Linked DNA regions of Mus musculus: regions 1, 2, 3, 4, 5 and 6 are each linked to region 7. The links are chromatin contacts, called in public Hi-C, HiCAR-type, HiChIP or PLAC-seq and promoter capture Hi-C maps. All regions are on one chromosome and are shown on one strand. The core of a region is the stretch at or near the end of the contact, and the rest is flanking DNA. Distances in the headings are between cores, read along the strand shown.

What was found. Promoter capture Hi-C pulls out the DNA fragments that hold promoters and counts their contacts. Hi-C and Micro-C count contacts between places; a contact is called where the count stands out from the background. HiCAR-type assays count read pairs that join an accessible place to other places. HiChIP or PLAC-seq counts read pairs in DNA pulled down with a chosen protein or histone mark.
Region 1: a contact with region 7 is called in a promoter capture Hi-C map of pre-B cells, with 4 times the contacts expected there. The contact joins the promoter of Chst12 here to the promoter of Wipi2 in region 7. A contact is called at or near these places in 4 of 39 promoter capture datasets (the 3T3-L1 cell line, embryonic stem cells, liver and 1 more), 2 of 484 Hi-C or Micro-C datasets (CD4 T cells and embryonic stem cells) and 2 of 115 datasets of contacts at active chromatin or transcription factors (astrocytes and extraembryonic endoderm stem cells).
Region 2: a contact with region 7 is called in a Hi-C map of B cells, with 6 read pairs. The contact joins the promoter of Smurf1 here to the promoter of Wipi2 in region 7. A contact is called at or near these places in 1 of 484 Hi-C or Micro-C datasets (B cells) and 2 of 9 other capture datasets (adipose tissue and liver).
Region 3: a Hi-C map of B cells shows a contact between it and region 7, with 7 read pairs. The contact joins the promoter of Eif3b here to the promoter of Wipi2 in region 7. A contact is called at or near these places in 1 of 39 promoter capture datasets (pre-B cells), 1 of 484 Hi-C or Micro-C datasets (B cells) and 1 of 9 other capture datasets (liver).
Region 4: a HiCAR-type map of astrocytes shows a contact between it and region 7, with 9 times the contacts expected there. The contact joins the promoter of Grifin here to the promoter of Wipi2 in region 7. A contact is called at or near these places in 1 of 39 promoter capture datasets (pre-B cells) and 1 of 115 datasets of contacts at active chromatin or transcription factors (astrocytes).
Region 5: an H3K27ac HiChIP or PLAC-seq map of thymic regulatory T cells shows a contact between it and region 7, with 10 times the contacts expected there. The contact joins the promoter of Trrap here to the promoter of Wipi2 in region 7. A contact is called at or near these places in 2 of 39 promoter capture datasets (liver and pre-B cells), 1 of 484 Hi-C or Micro-C datasets (CD4 T cells) and 1 of 115 datasets of contacts at active chromatin or transcription factors (thymic regulatory T cells).
Region 6: a promoter capture Hi-C map of liver shows a contact between it and region 7, with 6 times the contacts expected there. The contact joins the promoter of Mad1l1 here to the promoter of Wipi2 in region 7. A contact is called at or near these places in 2 of 39 promoter capture datasets (liver and pre-B cells) and 1 of 9 other capture datasets (adipose tissue).

Annotation. Positions count from the first base shown.
Region 1 is chr5:140,504,354-140,507,053 of GRCm38.p6, reverse strand. It overlaps Chst12 (carbohydrate sulfotransferase 12), which reads right to left and starts at 1,445. Exons shown (of 2, transcript NM_021528.3): 1 at 1,358-1,445. The region is part of intron 4 of Gm38728 (a long non-coding RNA gene); the gene reads left to right.
Region 2 is chr5:144,964,427-144,967,188 of GRCm38.p6, reverse strand. It overlaps Smurf1 (SMAD specific E3 ubiquitin protein ligase 1), which reads left to right and starts at 1,359. Exons shown (of 18, transcript NM_001038627.1): 1 at 1,359-1,688. The coding sequence starts at 1,634.
Region 3 is chr5:140,417,976-140,420,697 of GRCm38.p6, reverse strand. Eif3b (eukaryotic translation initiation factor 3, subunit B) reads right to left here and starts at 1,393. Exons shown (of 19, transcript NM_133916.2): 1 at 872-1,393. The coding sequence starts at 1,337.
Region 4 is chr5:140,563,622-140,566,321 of GRCm38.p6, reverse strand. It overlaps Grifin (galectin-related inter-fiber protein), which reads left to right and starts at 1,255. Exons shown (of 5, transcript NM_030022.1): 1 at 1,255-1,280; 2 at 1,577-1,656; 3 at 1,730-1,889; 4 at 2,615-2,700. The coding sequence starts at 1,269.
Region 5 is chr5:144,767,318-144,770,134 of GRCm38.p6, reverse strand. Trrap (transformation/transcription domain-associated protein) reads right to left here and starts at 1,341. Exons shown (of 71, transcript NM_001081362.2): 1 at 1,288-1,341.
Region 6 is chr5:140,320,207-140,323,028 of GRCm38.p6, reverse strand. Mad1l1 (MAD1 mitotic arrest deficient 1-like 1) reads left to right here and starts at 1,477. Exons shown (of 18, transcript NM_010752.3): 1 at 1,477-1,522. It also overlaps a transcript of Nudt1 not described here.
Region 7 is chr5:142,628,189-142,630,923 of GRCm38.p6, reverse strand. Wipi2 (WD repeat domain, phosphoinositide interacting 2) reads right to left here and starts at 1,340. Exons shown (of 12, transcript NM_178398.4): 1 at 1,092-1,340. The coding sequence starts at 1,165.

The DNA.
Region 1 (2,700 bases), core at 196-2,695, 2.1 Mb after region 7:
CTGCCTTCACCTCTTGGGGATTACAGGTACGTGCCACCTTTCCTGGCATTCTCTTTGCATACCGCAAACGTCTTTCATACACTTGGCACTCAAGTGGCCCTGAACCAGGACGACCTGAGCTACCCAGGGCCCATGGTTCCCAGCATTCCACCCAATATGGTGGTTTGCCCTTACAGCAGGAAACTGAAGATGCAGACCCACGAAAGCGACATGACAATACGGGTACAAGCAAGCTCAGCCCCAGATCCTAGCAAGGAAATTAAACATGAAGGTACAGGCAGGCCCTTTTGTAATTTTTGTGTTGTTTTGTTTTAAGTCTGAGTCTTACCCTGTAGCCCAGGCTGGCCTGAACCTCACTATGCGGCCCAGGCTGCCCTCAAACTCACAGCAATCTTCTTGCCTAAGCTCACAAGAACTGGCACCACGCTCCACCTTAGGCAACTCGCTCCACCTTAGGCAACTCGCGAAGTTGCAGTATCATACCCAGCACATAGCAGTTTCCCAACAATCTTTTTTCTCTCCTTCACACCCGGAAACAGGGCCCTAACTCATGTTACCTAGGCTGGAGCCACACGGTGCTGTCCCAGCAATGGAAGGCTCACAGCCCCGTTCTCCCCCGAGGGTGACATTCCCACTCAATTCCGGGGCTCCCAGCGCAGCGTGGGATTATAAAATAAATAATTTAAGAAGGGTGCAAACATTACAGCTCTCTGTGCGACAGCTAGGCGGATGTGCGGAAGGAACCCAAGGTCTGCCAGCGATGTCTTCGTGGCCAGAAGCCCAAAGAGAAGATAGGTCCTACTGTTAGCCACTAATGCGCGGCTTCCTGTGGCCCACCAGGCATGAGGCTGCTGCTGGGGGCACCCGCAGCAATGCACAGGGCAGGAGGATGCTCAGTAGACTGGGGTGAGATGTGGGGCCAGTGCTTGCTCGGTACAAAACCTGGCTTCGGAGACAGCCTCCTGCAAGGTCTGGCCGGGACACTGCAGCACAACAGTCTCTGAACAATTGCTTTCTCGCCTGGACACCCAAACAGCCAGAGGCAAAACTGGGAAGGTGTTTTCCCAACCTCCGAGCCAGCCGCTACTACTGCAAAGGAGGTCGGCCAAGTGGCCACACCTTCCTCCACGCATTCTGCAGGGCTGCACAAGAAGATGGCTCAGAGAAGGTGCACGCTTGGCTAAGGTTACACAGCCAGCTGGACAGAACTGGGATTCGAACCCGGGACCACGTGGGAGCTGCCTAAGCCAGGCAGAAGGAGGTACCAATCTGCATCGCCAAACCATGGACCATCGCCCCACCCTAGGACTCGGGACTCCTACGCACCCCTCGCTCTGCTCGAGCCTGCGCTCCTCACCTAGCGCCCGCCACAGTCACCGCCGCTGCTGCTGTTGCTGGTGATGCTGATTCTGCAGCCGAAATCGCCTCCTCCCGCTAGCAGCCCCGCCCGAGGCGCGGCTCCGCCCCCAGGCAGACCTCCCTCCATCCTCTCGCGAGAGCTAACGAGCGGGACTACGCCCGTTCTGGATGCGCTTGCGCACTTCTCCCCGTTCCTGCCCTCGCCAGCCAGTGCCATGTGGCACCTTATTTACGGCCAGAGATTGGTCCCACCCACCATCCCTGAGCGTCCCGCCCCTTTTGCAGCAACCAATCCGGAGTGGGGGCGTGGCTGATCTCAAGGGGCGTTGCCTGTCTCGCAGTTTGAACTTGCAACGTGGGCTGTGCAAGCTGACAATCCTGTCAGAGTTTATGGGGCTTAAGAGAGACCATGCAGGTAAAGCTCTTAGTGAGAGCCAGGCATGGTGCAAGCTGTCACCGCAGCTACTTGGCAGGGGGGAGGGAGGAACGGGAGGGGCTGAGGCAGTAGGATAGGAAGTTCCAGGTTAGCCGTACTTAATGAGAGCCTGTCTCAAAAACAAACAAACAAACAAACAAACAAGGTATGGGGAGAGGATTCAGTGGGTAAATGAGGTGCTCGCCTCACAAAGGTGAGAAACTGTGGTCAGATCCACAGAACCTGTGAACAGCCCATGCTCGTGAGCCAGGCTCCGTGGTGCTTGCCTGTATGGCAAGACCGGGAGGCAGAGAGAGAGTCTGGAGCTTGCTGGCTCCCTAGCCCTCTCTATATGGTGAAGTTTCAGACAAAAGAGAAGCTCTGTCTCAAACAGAAGTTGGAAGGTGCCTGAGGTTGTCCTCTGAGTCCCACATATCACACATGAGGTGCACACATGCACCTGCAAAAGAAAGCTAGCGTGGTGACGCACACTTAACATCCCAGCACTGAGCTGCCTTCCCAAAGCAGGGGACTGGTTCCGAGCCAACGGGCTCTCCCAGTGCCTAGGGTTAGAAGCCTCTTTCTGTAGCAGTATGACACAGAATGGCAGAGGACAGAACCTAGGAAGATTTATTATATTCTGGTGGCAGATGATCCCATCTTACTAACTAGGATTCAAAACCTACAGCTGAGTCCCCTGGGTTGCCATGTGTGCGTGTGACCTGCTCAGGCTGCTCTAACTGTAACACAGACCCAGCCTCAACTATGGACAGCTCTTTTCCTAGGGTTCTGCAGGCCAGATGCCAGGAGTTGAGGTAGCAAGCAGGCTGGTTCTTGCAGAGAGCCCTGCAGGAGCATCTTCCAGCCCTTCTCTTTACCTCCCTTTTGCGTACTTCAGCCCAGATTTCCATTTTCATAAGGGCACA
Region 2 (2,762 bases), core at 110-2,609, 2.3 Mb before region 7:
TCACAAACACCCGCTCCAGATCCAGCACCTTGTGATGCACACATACAAACACGCACACAAAACACTCCTATATAGGTAACAGAAATATCTAAAAAAAAGCCTCACAAAACTTAGCTTCTTGTGCTTGCACCATCGAACACCTTACCAATGGTGCTATTCTCCCAACACCAATCAAAGACTCCTAAATGGATTTATTCCAACCTAGGGTCTCGCTCTCAGCGACAACGGCTTAGAAATGGAAGCAGAGTTAGAGTCTGGATTAACCGTTGCCCATACACGATCCTATTCTTAAGATATTTTCCCTCCATTATTAAATAGTCTGGGCTGCACAGGCTCATAAAACCAAACTGCCTAGGACAAGAACAGGTACAAGCCTGTAATCCCTGCGCTCCGGAGGCTGAGTAGGGGGAATCACAGTTTTGAGGTCAGCCTCAGCTACAGATGAGCCCCTGTCTCCAAAGAGGGTGGTCAAACGCTGTGGGTAGCTGGTTCTAAGGAAGAACCATAGAGTCTGCCCATGAAGTGAATTAAGTTCAGGTCGGATGGGAGTTTGGTAAATATACGCAGCCTTTTCAAGAACCTTTTATTTCCTCTCTAGAATGCGTTACCATAGAGATTGGTTTGCTTGCTGGGGAAAGAAAGCCCGGCTTTTACTTTTTACCGGCCTGACACTCTGGGGGTTTGGGGGTGGGTTCATCAGAAGGCAGGGACTCGAAAACCCGACTGCTTACTTCTCTGGGTTAGTTCAGTTGCATGCAGGTTCCTATCCACAAAACCACCACCTCTCCATTTACATCCTTCATCTTGTTTAGCTGGTCCATATGCCGCACTTCCTCTGAGTCTAGCCACTTTGTCAATCGAATACACCAGTTGCACAGGGCACATCCGACACTCGATCACTGCGGGAAGTCTTCCCTTGGAACTTGCAGGATCTAGTGTGTACCCACGCGCGCACGCGCGCACGGTTCTTGGGGTTTCATGCAACACCCTGGCTTCCATCAGGAGCTTTGAAAAGTCCGACACTGAAGAAACAATCGGTTCCCCCAAATCGTCGCACAAGCAAATCAGTTGGTTCTGAGATTGTGACTAAGAACCAGCTCCGACTGCGCCGCTTGTGTGTGCGTGTGTGTCGTCTACGTGTGTGGGGCGGTGGTGGCCACGGTGGTGTCTGTTTCAAGGCTCCCCGCCGGCTGCAGGAACCTTGCAGCTCCCCCAGACCCCCTTGCGCGCGCCCAGGACAAGCGCGGTCCGCGTAGCGCCGTGCTCGGGCGCGCGCACGCACGCACACACGCAAGCGCGAGGCCGCGCAGGGCCGGGCCGGCAAGGCGGCGGGCGCGCGCAGCTCGGGAGGCGGCGGCGGAAGCAGCGAGGGCGGCGGGCGTCCGGCTGCGAGCGCGGCGGCTCCGGGCTGGGCCAGCCAGGGGCGGCTCCTGGCGGCGGCGCGGCCGAGCGCTCGGTTCTACGGTTCCAGCCCGTGGTCTCCGGCCCAACGCCTGCGCCGCGCACTCGGCGTCCCGGCTCGGACCCCGGCGCCCAGCCCGTGGCCGTAACCTTGAGGCGGCGGCGGGGCCGGGCCGGGCCGGGCTGGGGGGCGGCGGCACTGGATCCGAGGCCGGCCGGCCGCTGGCGGGAGATGTCGAACCCCGGGACCCGTAGGAACGGCTCCAGCATCAAGATCCGTCTGACAGGTAGGCACGACAGGGCCGCGGCCCTCGCGCCCCTAGACTGTCCCAGGGACCCTGCGGACTCCCGCCCCGCCCCCTCCCCCCCCCCCCCCCTTGCACCGGCCGTTGTCCCGGGACCGCTGCACCCCCTACGGCGTGCGCCCCTCGCTCGCGCTCCCGGCCCCGCCCCCCGGGTGCTCTGCAGGCGCCGCCCCTGCCGCCCCGTCCCCTCCCTCTGCATCAGGGCCCGCCCCTGGCACATCAGGACACGCCCCGCTGCGGCAGCCCCGCCCTCCCTCTGCATCAAGCCACGCCTCTCCGATCTGCAGACTCGCCCCCTTAACTAGGCTCAGCCCTCGACTCTTCTGCAGACTCCCCCTCCCCCTCACAGGCTCCACCCCTTGACTACTTTGTAGCTTTGGCGACCCGCCCTATGGCTCCTCCCTCTGCATCATTCCCCGCCCCCTGCTTGCTCTGCAGGCCCAGGCAGCTGCCTTTTCTGCATTAAGCCTGGCTTGCTGTTCATCCCTCTATCATAGATTCCACCCCTGTGGCTGATTCTCTTGGCCCCGCCTCTGGCTCCTTTCTCTTCAGGTTCTTGCCTATCCCCCCCTGCCCACACTACTCTATCTGCCCACACCTACCATCAGTTGCATATGGGCCACGCCCCCTAGCTTTCTCCCTCTGCCCCTAACTTTACCCTTCTGGATCAGGTCCCGCCCCCTAGCTCCTCCACTACAGGACTCCCCCCCCCCCTCTCCTTTCTGCCCCACACCTACCCTCAGCTGCATATAGGTACCACCCCTCGGGGCCCTCCACCGGTCCCCTCTAGTGTCCTCTCTTGACACCGCCCCAGCACCCTCTGATCCACACCTACCCCCCTGCCTGCTTTTCTTCAGGCCTTGTACATAGCCACACACCTTTCAACTTCATGTAGATCCCGCCCCCTCGCTGCACCTCCACCGCTCTTTCCACCCCTACCTCACATTTTCATCATCCATCTCTTCACTCTCATCCTCCTTCTACCTGCTGTTCCCCTCTAGGCCCACCCCTCACCATCCTCCCGCCTGTCCCCTCCCTCTTTTCCCTTGCAGCTTC
Region 3 (2,722 bases), core at 144-2,643, 2.2 Mb after region 7:
CTGAAAGTGGAGGCAGAAGGATGGGGATCAAAGACAGCTTCAGCTTCATAAAGAGCTGGCCAGCCTGGACCATGCCAGACCCTGTTTCACAACAAAACAAAACAACCCCCACAAACATACAAAAGGATTAAGTCAAACAATGGTGACATCAAATGACGACCTCTTGAAATATTGTAAGTTCTAAGTTGACAACTATATTGGGGCGCTGAATTTTCATGGTAGTTCAAAAGCAATTGTTTGGGAGTACATGTCTGTAGGACCAGCACCGTGAAAACTGAGAAGAACCAAGAGTTCAATTTCAGCCTGAACTACATAGAGAGGCCCTGTCTCGTTTAAAAAAAAAAAAAAAAAAGTGGTGTTCTTAGGCCCTTTGGCCCTTGGTATTAGCCACACCAACACATGAAGGAACTGGCTCAAGTGAAGTTGAAACGGCAGAGGAACACATGCTATCAACTGTCAAAAAAGATTTTAGGAATCTGGCTCCTGTGCAGGTAGACAGAAACAATGCCTTTAAAAAGCCAGTCACCATAGAAGAAATCATGAAGTAAGCGGCCAAACGAACAATGTGAAAAAGCAATGGTCCAGGGTACCGACCTAGTAAAAGGAAGCAGGTTGGTAATGTGCTTGGGTCCGATGGCAATGCCTTACTACGGAAACCATTGGGAACACAGCAACTGGTCAACCCTGGAAACCCTTGGCCAGGAAACTGGAATGCCCCCAGATAGTCCTGTTCGTCCTGCCCTCCACCAACCCCCAGGTGCAAGGGCTTGCCGCAGAAACGGACTCCCCAAATGGTCCCCCACTGTAGAGGAAACAAGATCGTTGTAACCGGGAGACCTCGCGCCCTGGCCGGGGACACGATCGCCCTTACCTTCCTCGCTCACGTCGTCTACGAAATCCTCGGGGTCGCTGAAGGAGGGCTCATCTGCCTCTCCGTTCTCCAGAGCCCGCGGCTCCGCCTCAGCCGCGCTCCCATCAGACCCGCCCTCCTCCTCCGCTCCAGCCGAGGGGTGCCCCCGGGCCTGCTCGCCAACGGCCTCTGCCTTCCCGGGAGCAGAGGGCTCCTGCGACGGGGACCGCTCCGCCGACTGCGGCGTGGGCGAGGCGGCCGGACTCGTCGCCGTTTCCTCTTCGGATTGGGCCGCCGGCTTGGCCCTCACTTCGGGCTCCGGTCCGGCCTCGGCGTCTTCTTCGGCGTCTTCCGTCTGCCCCACTTCGGACCCCCCAGACCCTGCCGCCTCGTCCGTCGGCGGCGACTCGGAGGCCGGCTGCTGCCTCGCGGGCTCAGCCCGCTCCTCGGCCGCCTCGGGCACCGCCACGTTCTCAGCGTCCTGCATGGGCCCGCGCTGCTTCTCACCCGGCTCGGCCGCCCTGCTTCCGACTCCCAGAAGTCACCGCGCGCCGCTAGCGCGGAGCCATGTGCGTGCAGCGATGGGATCGTACCAAGATGTGGCTCGGGGGAGACACCCACGCCCTCATTCCTCACGATCAGCCCGAGAAAACTCAGATATGCATAAAAATCTAGAAACAATTAAAATAATAAGTTTCAAGATATGCAAGTTTATTTATAGCCCAAAAGGTTTTTTAAGGTAGCAAATAAATTCACAAGGATATGTGGCTCCCCCATTCTAGCTAAGAAATAGTTGCGTCCAAGATGGTAGAAGTTCCTTTGCCTCTCCCAGCGGGCGCTACGGGGAAGGACTGTACTATCTGGGGAGCATCAAGTGGATTCTCAAATGATTAACACGCGTAACTGTATGAAGACAAAATATGTGACCATAAAATAATGCCAAGACAACTGAAAGCTCCACACATGATTCTTTGTAAGCTTTGCTTTTAATCAGACAGACTGCTTGACTGACATGACTGGCTTCGCTCCCCCGTAAGGTCTTGCATTTTAGACCGGTCCACTGACGGGGCAAAAGAACGAAGGGTTCCAAAATTACGCGAGGAGCTCGCCGACAACCAGGGGCCGCCAACACACACAAGAATGACTGCCCGCACAATGCAGAGTCGTGTGATGAGCGGCTTTAATCTCAATGGCCATCCTCACTGCAGCGGCTCGCAATTTAGCGTTGGCCCCAGACGTGAAAGTCACTGTGATTCTGTCTGCCGGTGACTGCGGTCTTCACGCGCGGGAGAGCGCGATCACGTGGGCCAGCGTGGGGTGGACGGGACGGAACCTTCGTGGAGTGACCAGGGGGACCCCAAGAGTGGTTTGCTTGAAAAGATAGTCAAGATTTTTGATACTTCCAGTTCAAAGTTTCGAAAATCTTAATAAGAACTAGTTGAGGGGACTAAGAGCTTAAGAACACAAGTTTCGCTCTCAGTACCCATATGGTAGTTTACAACCATCTCTTAACTCGAATTTTTTTTTATGCGTATCAGTGTTCTGCCAGCAAGTCTGTCTGTGCACCGTGTACAAGCGGAGGCCGAAAGAAGGCATCGTATCACGCGCAGGACTTAGAGTAGACAATTATGAACCGCATGTCGTTGCTGGCAATAGAACCCAGGCTCTCTAGAAGAGCAGGCAATGCTCTGAACTGTTGAGCCTAATTTAAAAGACAAAACAACAACAAAAACAGTTGAGTCACCTCTCTGGTCCCAGATCATTCCTAAGAAAAAACAAACAAAACTTTCCTTTTTTTTTTTTTTTAAAGGACCTGTTAGTTGACCAGGAAGCATAGACTTGGAATCCCAGCACTGGGGAGACTGAGGCAGA
Region 4 (2,700 bases), core at 6-2,505, 2.1 Mb after region 7:
CTGGCTGGAGACCCCAGCACAGACCACTGTGTTCTGTGCCTTGCACAAGTGCTGGGCATCAAACTCAGATCCCCCTACTTGCGCAGCAAGCACTTACTGATGGTACTTCTTCCCCATGGCCCTCCAGGAAGGTGAGCATGTGGGGTCTGCAGACTCTGCACCCAGCCAGGCAGGTCCAGCAGGCTCACCCCAGGGAATCTCTGTTGCTCTGGGCTGCCCCCTGCAGGCTCAGCCAACCCTGCCATGCTAGTGAGCCATCTCTGTGTCCTGCTTGACCTTGGTACCCATAGCTCCCTGCCAGACTGTGTCCATCCGTGCAGCGGTATCTGGGAAGAGGCAAAGCAGGCCAGAGGCTCAGCCCTGCCAGGGCCTGGAGAGAAGAACGGTGGCAGAGGGGACCCACGGGGACAGGAGAAAAGGAGACACGTGCTTGTTACACACTCATCTGCAGGCTTTACCCCCAAGGCTCTGGGCCCCCACCACAGCTACACTGTGACCCAACTTCCCCCTTCAGAGAGTCCCAGAGGCCCCCATAACCGCCCCCACAGACTTGGGCTTCTCTCCTCCATCCTTGAGGTGGCCTCGAGGGCCCCAGTGGATCCTTCTCATTGGCTCAGCCCAAGAGGCAGCCGGCCAGGAGAGGCGTGGGGGTGTGGGAAAGGCCCTCCCCATCTGTAGACTGGACACTGGAATGTGCTGAGCAGAGCCAGGCCTAATCCCCATTCATCCCCTTGAGGCCACTGAGCCACTGCAGCGGGGCAGCCCTGGGATGGAAGGGGACTGGATCAGGGACACATTCCCAGTATGGTAGACAGTTGATGGATGGTCAGACTGAGGTCATAAGGTCAGCCAGGGTTCTATAGGAGGACACACTTTCTTCACTCTTTGAGACCGATGGGGTCAGTGTGAGGCTCTGGAGTATGGGAGTTGGGGGGGGCCCTGGTTACACCCTCCCTACAAAGATGGGTGATGTATCCCCAGATGTGCACAAGACCCTGAATAGTGCTGGTGGCAGAGCTAGGTAGACCTGGGGAAGTATGTTGAAAGGACCAGTGTATTCACTGATGAACCCAGGGCAAGAGCGCTGCCACTAAGCCATGTACCCAGCCCCCTCTCCAGCAGGGTTAGCCTGAGGGGGGAGGAAAAATGGGGCACAGAGGTCCATGTGACCCAGACAAGGCCCCTAGAGGTGGGGCCCCCATGCCCCGCCCCAGCGGGCTCTGCTATATCTCCAGCTGCCTCATCCCCACACCCAGTGGCTGAGGGCAATGACACTGCAGGTGGGTAAGATCCACAGCCCAGGGAGGTTGCAAATGCTGGAGAAGGAAGTGGAGTGGGGGGGTGGGCGCCTGGTGGGGCCACCTACTCCACTATAGAGCTGGGAATGTTTATAGCTTCTCCTCAGCCCCCAAGCAGAGAGGCTGTGGGGGTAAGGTTGGACCACCACACCCAGAGCAACATGGAAGTAGAGGCTTGGGCTTGGTGGGAGCCGGTGTCCCTGAATAAACAGCACACTTGATGGGGAGGAAGGAGGTTGCAGCCCTCTGGGGCTCTGTCCCCTGTGTTTTGCCTTCAGTTCGAAGCCTTCTGTGCAGGGGGTCTGGCCCCTGGCTGGAGCCTGACTGTCCAGGGACATGCAGATGCTGGAGAAGAGAAGTAAGAGCCTCCCTCGCTGGGGTCGGGACCCTCCAGCCACACTCCTGACCCTAATCACACTCTCCACCCATAGGTTCGAGATCAACTTCTTAACAGACGCCGGAGACATCGCCTTCCACGTCAAACCTCGATTCTCCAGCGCCACGGTGGTGGGCAATGCTTTCCAGGGAGGACGGTGGGGGCAGGAGGAGGTGTCCAGCATATTCCCACTGACTCTGGGAGAGCCCTTTGAGGTGATGGGGTCTGTGGGAGGAAGGAGAGGTGGGGTGGGACACCTAGGACCCGTGAAGACAGGGACTGCGGAGGATAAATGCATGGGCTGGTGCACCCTGCTGGGCCGAGTGGCCTCCTTTCACGGAGTTTGTTCACAGGGTGTCTCTCTCTCTCTGGCTACTAACCACCTTCTCTTGGTGAAAAGAGGGATCCCCAGCTAGGAACTCAGGACCAGGTGGTCCACACCATGCTTTGCCAAGTAGCCAGGGTTGTGTTTTATAAAATGCGGCAGGAGGGAGCACCTTGGTGGGCCAGGCCAATGAGCACCTTGGTGGGCCAGGCCAATGTGTCGTCGTCCCCGTCCCCCCCCCCCCCCCCGAGGAATCAGCACCGTGCAACAGGCCTAGTACAAAATGAAGTTTATTGGAGGGAAAGGAAGGCAACGTGGAAAGGGGATAGTGGCAGAGAAAAGGGGGCAGAGAAGGACAGAAAGACAGAGGAGAGAAGACAGAAAGAGGAAGAAAGGTAGAGGCTGGCTGAGAACACGTGGAGAAGAGAGAGAAGAGAGGGAGAGAGGGAGAGACAGAGACAGAGAGACAAAGAGGAGCCAAGCTGAATGAATAGTCCTGGCTCACACTTGGCTGCTGTTGGGTGGAGCCTGGAGAGATTGCTGACAGCCAAGAAGGCTTCTGTGGTTGGGGCCCAGAGACACCCCCCACACACACACACTTTCCCTTCCCCTCAGATGGAGGTGAGTGCAGACGCAGAACACTTCCACATTTATGCCCAGGAACAAAAGGTGCTCCAGTTCCCACATCGGCACCGACCGCT
Region 5 (2,817 bases), core at 92-2,591, 2.1 Mb before region 7:
CTGAGACCTTGGGAAAATATACACACTACATCATGGTAGAGCCTTGTCCTGGGTTTTATCCCCCAGTATTGTATAAATAATAAACTATTCTCCTAAGCATTACCTCAAAGACTGTGGATCTTATCTACAGTCGAGGCACAAAACACAAAGCATGCTTTTTATCATTACATTTTCTTAACTGGGGTGGAAGAAGGTGTGTGCCACACAGCACATGAGGAAGTCAGGGGACCACTTGTGGGACGTCTGTTCCTTCCATCCACCGTGTGGGTCTCAGGGATTGAACTCGGGTCATCGGGCTTGGCAGCAAGCAACCTTTACCCACTGAACCAACTCACCGGCCCCAAAGCATACTTTAAAAGCACCACAGTGACTTGGAAAACAGGAACGTTGACTCCTGGCTCATAAGGTAAAGCGCTTGGAGCCAAACCTGGAGACCTATCTTGATATGTGACCACAGGGTGGAGGGGGAGAACTGAGTCCCACAGGCTGACCTCTTAGCTCCACATGCATGCCGAACACACATACACAAACAAGCAAATGCTTAAAAAATAAAAAGCTGAGTGTGCCAGTGCACGCCTTTAACCCCAGGACTCTGTGGATCTCTGTGAGTTCTAGACCAGCCAGGCCTACATAATACCAGAGACCCTGTTCCTAGGGAGAGAAGAGAAAAGCTAAGGATACTATCAGCCTTGCTACCGTGACTTGGCAAACTCTTGCTTTTCCTATCAGAGTTCCTCCTTCAAACACTGGAGGTCCCTCATACTCACCGACTATTAACTAGACTCAGGGTCAAGGCATTCTTAAGAACAAAACAGAAGCCCTAATCCTGGCCAAACTTTTTATCTAGCTTTTCTGCTGTGGAGGCGGTGTTGTGTAGCTCGGGTAGGAGGAGCAGGCTGATGTAGATGTACGGTTGGCCTTGATTGTTGAGCTTCCAGCCCCGACCCCTGACAGGCCTGTGTACCATCACCCCAGGGCTAGGAGGTTCTGGGGAATCGAACCCAGGGTTTGGTGTGCTAGGGGGACACTCTACCCTCTGAGCTATAGCCCAATCATCTGCGCAAACTTTTGCGACACTTAATCTCCTTTTTATAAGCCACTCAGTAAAAGTGCCACTTCCGAGCTCCCACCCGATCCTCCCAGGGACCAGGCCTAGCTTCTCCCTGGGCCAAGAACCTGAAAGCAGGGGGCTACCCTATCCGCCTGTGGATTCTGGAAGGAGGTTCTGAGCTTTTCGAGAGGATATGGATTCAGGCCTGGATGCCCTCGAGCCCACGGAGTCCCCACCCAGGTAAGGAAAAGGCAAACGGCCCCACAGCCCGCCGTCCTCCATCGGGTCCGCCCCGCCCACGACGCCCGGCTGGCTGGACAACGCGCCTCCGGGCCGCCAGGGGGCGCCGTAGCCGCCGCTACCTTCACTCTCAGCGTCTGGCCCAGAGAGCCAGGAGCCTGCGTGGAGGCCCGCAGATGCCAGGATGGCTTTGGTGGGGTGCCGCAGCCCCCTCGACTCCTCACTCAATCCCTTCGCGTCGCAAACGGCCTTCGGGTTCCCTCCTTTTGTCGCCGATCCTTCCCGGGACTCTCAGCGACTGCCCCCCAGCAGGCCGCTGAGCTACGGCAAGCGCCGAGGGCCAACCTCCGCGGCCGCTAGCGCTGCGCGTCCCTCCATCCGCTCCAGCGCAGCCCGGCGCCGCGGAGGACTAAATGCTGCAGTGTGGCTGATCTAGTTTAGGAGGGCTCCTGGGGGGCCGGAAGGACCTCGGTCAAGCAGGGACAGCCTTCTCCACTTCTCCGTGGAGCCGTCGTGCTGCACCGACTCTCTCCCACGCCTGAGACACGCACGCGCGTGCATCTCCCGGGACCGTTCACCCGCCCTCCCTTGCGCTTACCGGGACCTGCCGACTAGCCCCCAGCATCCGGGCCCGAGTCCCCAAGAACTCTCGCCGCCGACGCCGCTGCTGCTCCTCGCTCAGTCCCGCCCCGGCTTAAAGCCGCGGCGTCCGCCCACCAGAACTAAGCTCGGGCGCACCGCCCCCAAGTGGGTGCGGCCTGGGCGGGCAGCGGGGCAGGGAGGGGCGGTCTGCCGCCTTGGGTGGGCGTGCTGTCCTTTTAAATCATCGCCTGGGTGACCTATCTGCTGAGCACCTAGGCCGGTGGGGCTCTGGGCTGCTGCAGCTTCAAGATTCGTCATCGCCTCCACACCCAACCCCGTGTCCCTTTTCCTCGCAGGAACCAGACTGAAGGGTGATTGACACCCGAAATACCTCTCCAGTTGGTTCACTGTGTGTGTGTGTGTGTGTGTGTGTGTGTGTGTGTGTGTGTGTGTGTGTGTGTATGTGTGGCCTTCAGGGCTGGACTTCCTTCCCTGAGATTTTATTTTTCCTCTTCCAGCAATGCTGGGTGTTGAACTTAGGGCTTCACATCCACTAGGCCAGCTGTGTGTGTGTGTGTGTGTGTGTGTGTGTGTGTGTGTATGTGTGGCCTTCAGGGCTGGACTTCCTTCCCTGAGATTTTATTTTTCCTCTTCCAGCAATGCTGGGTGTTGAACTTAGGGCTTCACATCCACTAGGCCAGCGCTCTATTGCTGATCAGCCGCCTGAGAGTGAAGTAGTTCCTGCAAGACTTTAATCACAGCACTGGGGGGGGGGGGGGGGGGGGGGGCCGGGGGGGGGGAGGCAGGCGGATTTCTGAGTTCGAGACCAGCCTGGGATAGGGGCAGATAGACTGACATCCAGTTGGCTTAAAGGCAAACTCGGGTGTTATGCTGCTAGGTCACCCTGAGACAACTACATTTGTCCCGCTTGTAGCTGATGCCCT
Region 6 (2,822 bases), core at 228-2,727, 2.3 Mb after region 7:
GAATGACTATGTCCCATAAATACAGACTTAGGTTACCCTATATTCCACATTCCAGTCTGGAAGCAATGAGGAAGTTTTTATAGTAACAGAACAAAGTCATGAGTCAGGGCACCTTAAAAATACATTGGTGGGGGCCAGGTGGTACACTCCTTTATTCTTAGCACTTGGGAGGCGGGCAGAGGCAGGTGGGTCTCTGTAAGTTTGAGGCTAGCCTTGAGTTCCAGGACAGCCAGGGCTACACAGGGAAACCCTGTCTTAAAAAAACCCCAAACAAGGGGCTAGAGAGATGGCTCAGCCGTTAAGAGTACTGACTGCTCTTCCAAAGGTCCTGAGTTCAAATCCCAGCAACCACATGGTGGCTCACAACCATCCGTAATGAGGTCTGACTCCCTCTTCTGGAGTGTCTGAAGACAGCTATAGTGTACTCAAATGTATTAAATAAATAAATTGTTTATTATTTATTAATATTATTTATTAATATCAATAAATAAAATTATTTAAAAAACCCAAAACAAAAACAACCAAACAACCAAAGCAAACCAAGCCATTGGTGGTGGGCCAGAGAAATGGCTCAGGTTAAGATCACCAGGTTCAGTGCTCAGCACACACATGTTGGCTCACAGACATCTAACTCCCGTTCCAGAGGCTCTGCTGACCTCATCTGGTCTCTATGGACATCATGCATGCACATGAAACACCCATACACAAAATAAAATAATAAAACATAAAAAACCGGCCTGTTGGAAGATTTAAGTAGGCAGTTACACCAAAGAGAAATACCAGCTATATGCTTCTGATGCTGTCCGGGGGATTTTGGTTGGTAGAAACCGGGTTTTAATTTATTCCAAGAGGTTTTTATTCATTAGTCACAACACGTTAGAGCTGACGCAGAGGCAGGAAAGCAACGGGTAGGAAGGAGGCTAAAGACATAGCCCCTAGACAAATTTCATCAGGCTCTGGACCCGCAACGTGAAGGACTTCTTCCCAGGACTTCTCATTCACAAAAGAAAGAAAGTGAAACAAGCTAACCAATCAAAACAGTGCCCAAACAAAACAACCTGTGTATACAAAGTGGCAAGATTCAGAGGCAACGCAACTTTCCAAAACTTTGTTCCCTTTCCGAGCGTGCCCAGCAGTTGTGCGGCAAGCCTTTAATTCCAGGGAGGCAGAGGCAGGCACGGGTGGATCTTTGTGAGTTCGAGGCTACACAGAGAAACATTGTCTCAAAAACAAAAACAAACAAACCTTTCCTCCTGCGCGGTGCTATTCCATACATTACGGCGCACCCCGGGGCAGTGGAAGAGCGCCCTGCGGGACAGGCAGCCGGGCCCAGTTTGGTTCCGGGTCCCCTGGCGGGACTGCGGTTTGTTCTCAGGCTACGCCCGTGGAGCACATATTTAATTCTTTACGGGCCGTTTTCTCAGATCTCGCGAGACCCCGGCGGAAGTCTCGCGATATATAGACACCGGCGGAGAGGAGGGAGATCTGAGCGGCTGCTGCAGCACCGGGCTCCTCAACTGAGGTAAGGGACCCGGTGGCGGGATCTGCGAGCGCCCCAGGCGCCTCGCGCCCTGCCCGACCGTAACGAGGCCACGGGAGGGAGCTGTCTGCTGCCATCGACACGCATGCATTCTGAGTCGGTCCTGTCGCGCGCCTTCCCTTTGCCGGGTCCCCCGTGTCTCCCTCCCGGGGCCGCTCTGGACGGTCTCCCACCCCGGTGTCCCGCTGCAGAGCCTGGGGTGGCGGGCCTGGACCGGGACCGGGACGGGGGCGGGGGCGGAGGGGACAGCGTGGCCCACTGTGGGCTGAAGGGCTCCCGGGGTTGGAGTCGGTTATTTTGTAGGTCCCAGGGATCGAACTCAGGTTGACCAGTCTTGGTGGCAAGCCCCGGTGAGCGCTGAGTCGCATGTCAGGCCCACTGTGTGTGTGTGTGTGTGTGTGTGTGTGTCTGTCTGTCTGTCTGTCTGTCTGTTTGTTTTTGGCAGTACTGTTGATTGACCAAGGAACTTATGCATTCTACCACTGAGCTATGTCCCCAGTCCTTTTAAAAATTAATTAATCGGCTAATTAATTGATTTGTGTGTGTTTGCATATATATACCAGGCTTCCTGTCGAGGTTGGAGGATAACTTAATTCTCTTCTTCTTCCATATGGGTCCTAAAGATGGAACCTTGCTTGTCTTGTCTTGCCCTAAAGTGCCTTTACAGATTGAGTTGTTTTCAGTCCCCATTCTCGCAGAGCAGTACGCTAAGCAGTCACCTACTCTGCTGCCTCCTCAGCCCAATCCTTACTTTTTCTTCTTAATTTTTATTCTGTGATGGGGCTTCCCAAGTTTTCCGGGCTGATCTTGAACTTGCCACCAGCCCTTGAATTTGTCTCAGCCTTCTGAGTACCTGGGATGACAGACCTGTGTCACCAAGTGCTAGGTTCTCAGGCTGTCCCTTGGCTGAAACCAGAAAGAAGGTGTGTGTGTCCCTGTTAACTCAGGAGCCATCCAGAGCAGCTGGTGTCCTGGAAAGTCTGCTGTCTGGAAGTTCAGGGTTCTTGTGGAGAGGGTACAACTTGAGGTGGCGCTTTAGTTACCTGTGTGGTGTCGTGGCTTCTGAAACCGCAGCCCTTCATTCTTGTGTGTTAATGGCAGAGTTCTTGTGTTGGTCCGAAGAGGGAGGACAGAAAGTGTGTCTTGGTGAGCAAAGGCCCACTTCTCCCACTGTGCCTGTTGTCCACCTGGCCACTAGCTTCGCTTTGTCATATGTGTAATTGGGGTGCACACCACGGTTCTTGTAAGTGGGAAATTCAGAAGAAATTTCTGCAAAGTTACC
Region 7 (2,735 bases), core at 91-2,590:
AGGTCCACTATTACTTCTGGACTCAGTGTCTTTAGCATTCTGTTCTAATGTAGAAAAGACCCAGTGTGTTACAACGGAAAGAACACCAGGAGAGCAACCTCAGGGGATGAGAACCCAAGCCTGCCCCATCCCACTATTAGCCAACTTTAAGATCCTGACAGACTCTAGCCCTTTCTGAACTTCACAGTCTCATTTGTGGCTGGTCCCAATTTCAGGACAGCACCTCCTTCTTGAGCTCGTCTAAAGGTCCAACTGAGCACCTGTTGCACCTCCCTCCACACAGGTACTTGCCATTCTCCAATCTAACTTTTAAGTGAGGAAAAACAAAAGCCTCAGTCCCTGCCTTGCTAATGCTATTGTGCCAGTAGCGACCAACTACTTAGTGTGATGCCAAGTGACCCATTCCTCCTCCTCTTACATCACTTCCTCTTACTCACTTCCCAAGATGGCTCTTCTCCCTTCCAGTCCCATAACTCATCCATCCTTCATCAGAAACCTCATCTATTACCTACCTTCCAGGTATGCCAACGAGGCAGCCTTGAAGAACCAGATGGGGAACTACAGGAGTTCAGTCCGGTAAAACAGTGGACCGGTACGAAGGTTCTTTTTTACCCCAGGAATAGCCCACCTCACCCCCTTTTGAAGCTCCCAGACCCCTTGAGGATAAAGTCTCAGATCGAAGGCCTGGATTACTACTGCCGTTTGGTCCTTTTTTGGAGGAGACCAAAGTTACTTGCCAGAAAGGTCGGCAGAGAAGAAATAAGCAAACAGAAAAAGAAAAGCCATGAAAAGCGACAGAAGCAGTGAGGATACAGATGTATAGAAAGGGGGAGGCGGGCGATGCCCAGGATGGCCGCAAAACCGAGTCCGGGTGACAGGCGCAAACCGGCGTGCACAGTTCCTTCCTAACTTTGCGAAAGGCCAGGTCTCAGGACAGGTGGATGGGGGCACCCCGAGTTCCATCACCTCCCCCGGCCCAGGAGGCAGCAGCGCTCGAGCGGCCGCGCGGGCTCAGCACGCCCCCCGCCCATACCCCTCAACCTGACCAGCCCTGGTCTCTGCCCCGGCCCCGCGTCCGCGCCCGGCCTTACGTGTTATCCTGGTTGAAGTTGGCGAACAGCAGCTGGCCGGCGCCGGCCTCTCCGCTCTGGCTCGCCAGGTTCATGGCTGCGAGCGCGCGACGGCCTCGGACCCCCCTTGGCGGGAGCGCGCGCAGCTCGACTCGGGCGGCCCGCGGGAGCACGCTACACTCAGGATCGACGTCCGGTCCGGCAGGTCGCCCCGCTCGCCGCCTCTCGCTGCGCGGGGACCAACTGCCGCCTCATCCCGTCCCCACTCTTGTTTATGCTCCAGAGCCGGGACGGGCTGCGCGCTTGCGCGGTCCCGCCCACCCTCGCGTCGCACGGCGGCGTTCCGCGCAGGCCCGCTGCGTAGGCCCCGCCTCTTCGCCGCAGGCATCCGCGGGTGTTTCCGGTCGACTGCGCATGCATAAAGGTGCGCTGGTGGGTGCGCCTGCGCGTGGCGGAGAGTGGGCGGGGGCTTGCTGTCTGAGAACGGCGAGTTACCTCGTTGGTCCTGAGTCGTTGATCATTGTTCTAGGAACTTTGGCGCACCGCGTTGCTCGAAGAGAATGTCGCACGTCCGTTTTGCAGATTTGAAAAGCGAGGCGCAGAACTGCAAACGATTTGCCAAATGTTGGGTCTGAGACTGGAAAGGCGCGTGCGGTCACGGTCCTTGGGACAGGATTCTACTTTAAATGTATTGGTCCGTGCAACAGTCTATGGGAAGCACCTTTCTCTCCTTCCCGCTGCTTCCCTTCTTTCCTTTCTCTTCTTCCCTTCAAGGAGATAGAAATGTTCTGGTGGCGAAGGTCCTGGAGAAGAGAGAGACTTGTTCTGTGCTGTTAGAACTGAACCTCTAGGCAAGAGGCTGGTAGTTCCCAAGAGCAGTGTGCTGTCCTTGAGGACAGTTAAGCGGGGAGCAAAGTCGAACTTTGTTAGTACAGCCAGAGGGGCAAAGATGGCAAAGTTGTTGAGGAAAAGATGGCGCACACTTTCCCACCCTTCCTGTTTCGTGTTTTTGTTTTGTTTGTTGTCTTTGGATCGGGGCTCATCTATCTTAGGCTAGCTTTGGACTCTGTAGCTGAGGTTGACCTTGAATTCCCGGTCTTCCTGCCTTTACCTCTTAAAAGATTATGGAGCTGCACCACCACGCTTGTTTAAAGTAGCCTTTAAAATGGTTTGCTTTAGCCTTTGGAGACCTTGGCTCTTCTGGAACTCACCATCTTAATCTTCAATGCATAGAAATATACTGCCCTCGGCCATCTGCCCTCCGTCCTCTGCCCTCTGGTGCTGGAATTAAATGTGCTACGATTCCCAGCTTTTCTTTTTTTTTTTTTTAATGAATTCTTTAAGAATTTCATGCAAAGCATTTTGATCATATTCAACCTCACCACCACCCAGATCCACTCTTCTTCCCTACCCACCCAACTTTATGTCTTTTTTTTTTTCAGTCTTTCTTTTTTAAACCCACCAATTCCATTTTGTGTTGCCTATATAGTTTTGGATATGGTCTTCCACTGGAAGACCTATCGGAGATCATACATACCCTTGAAGGAAATTGATTCCCCGTTCCCAGCAGCTACCAGTTAACAACAGCTTAGCTAGGTGTGAGGCTTCATGCCCATCTCTCTTATACATACATCTTGCCTGGCTTAGCTTGCACAGGTCTGGTAT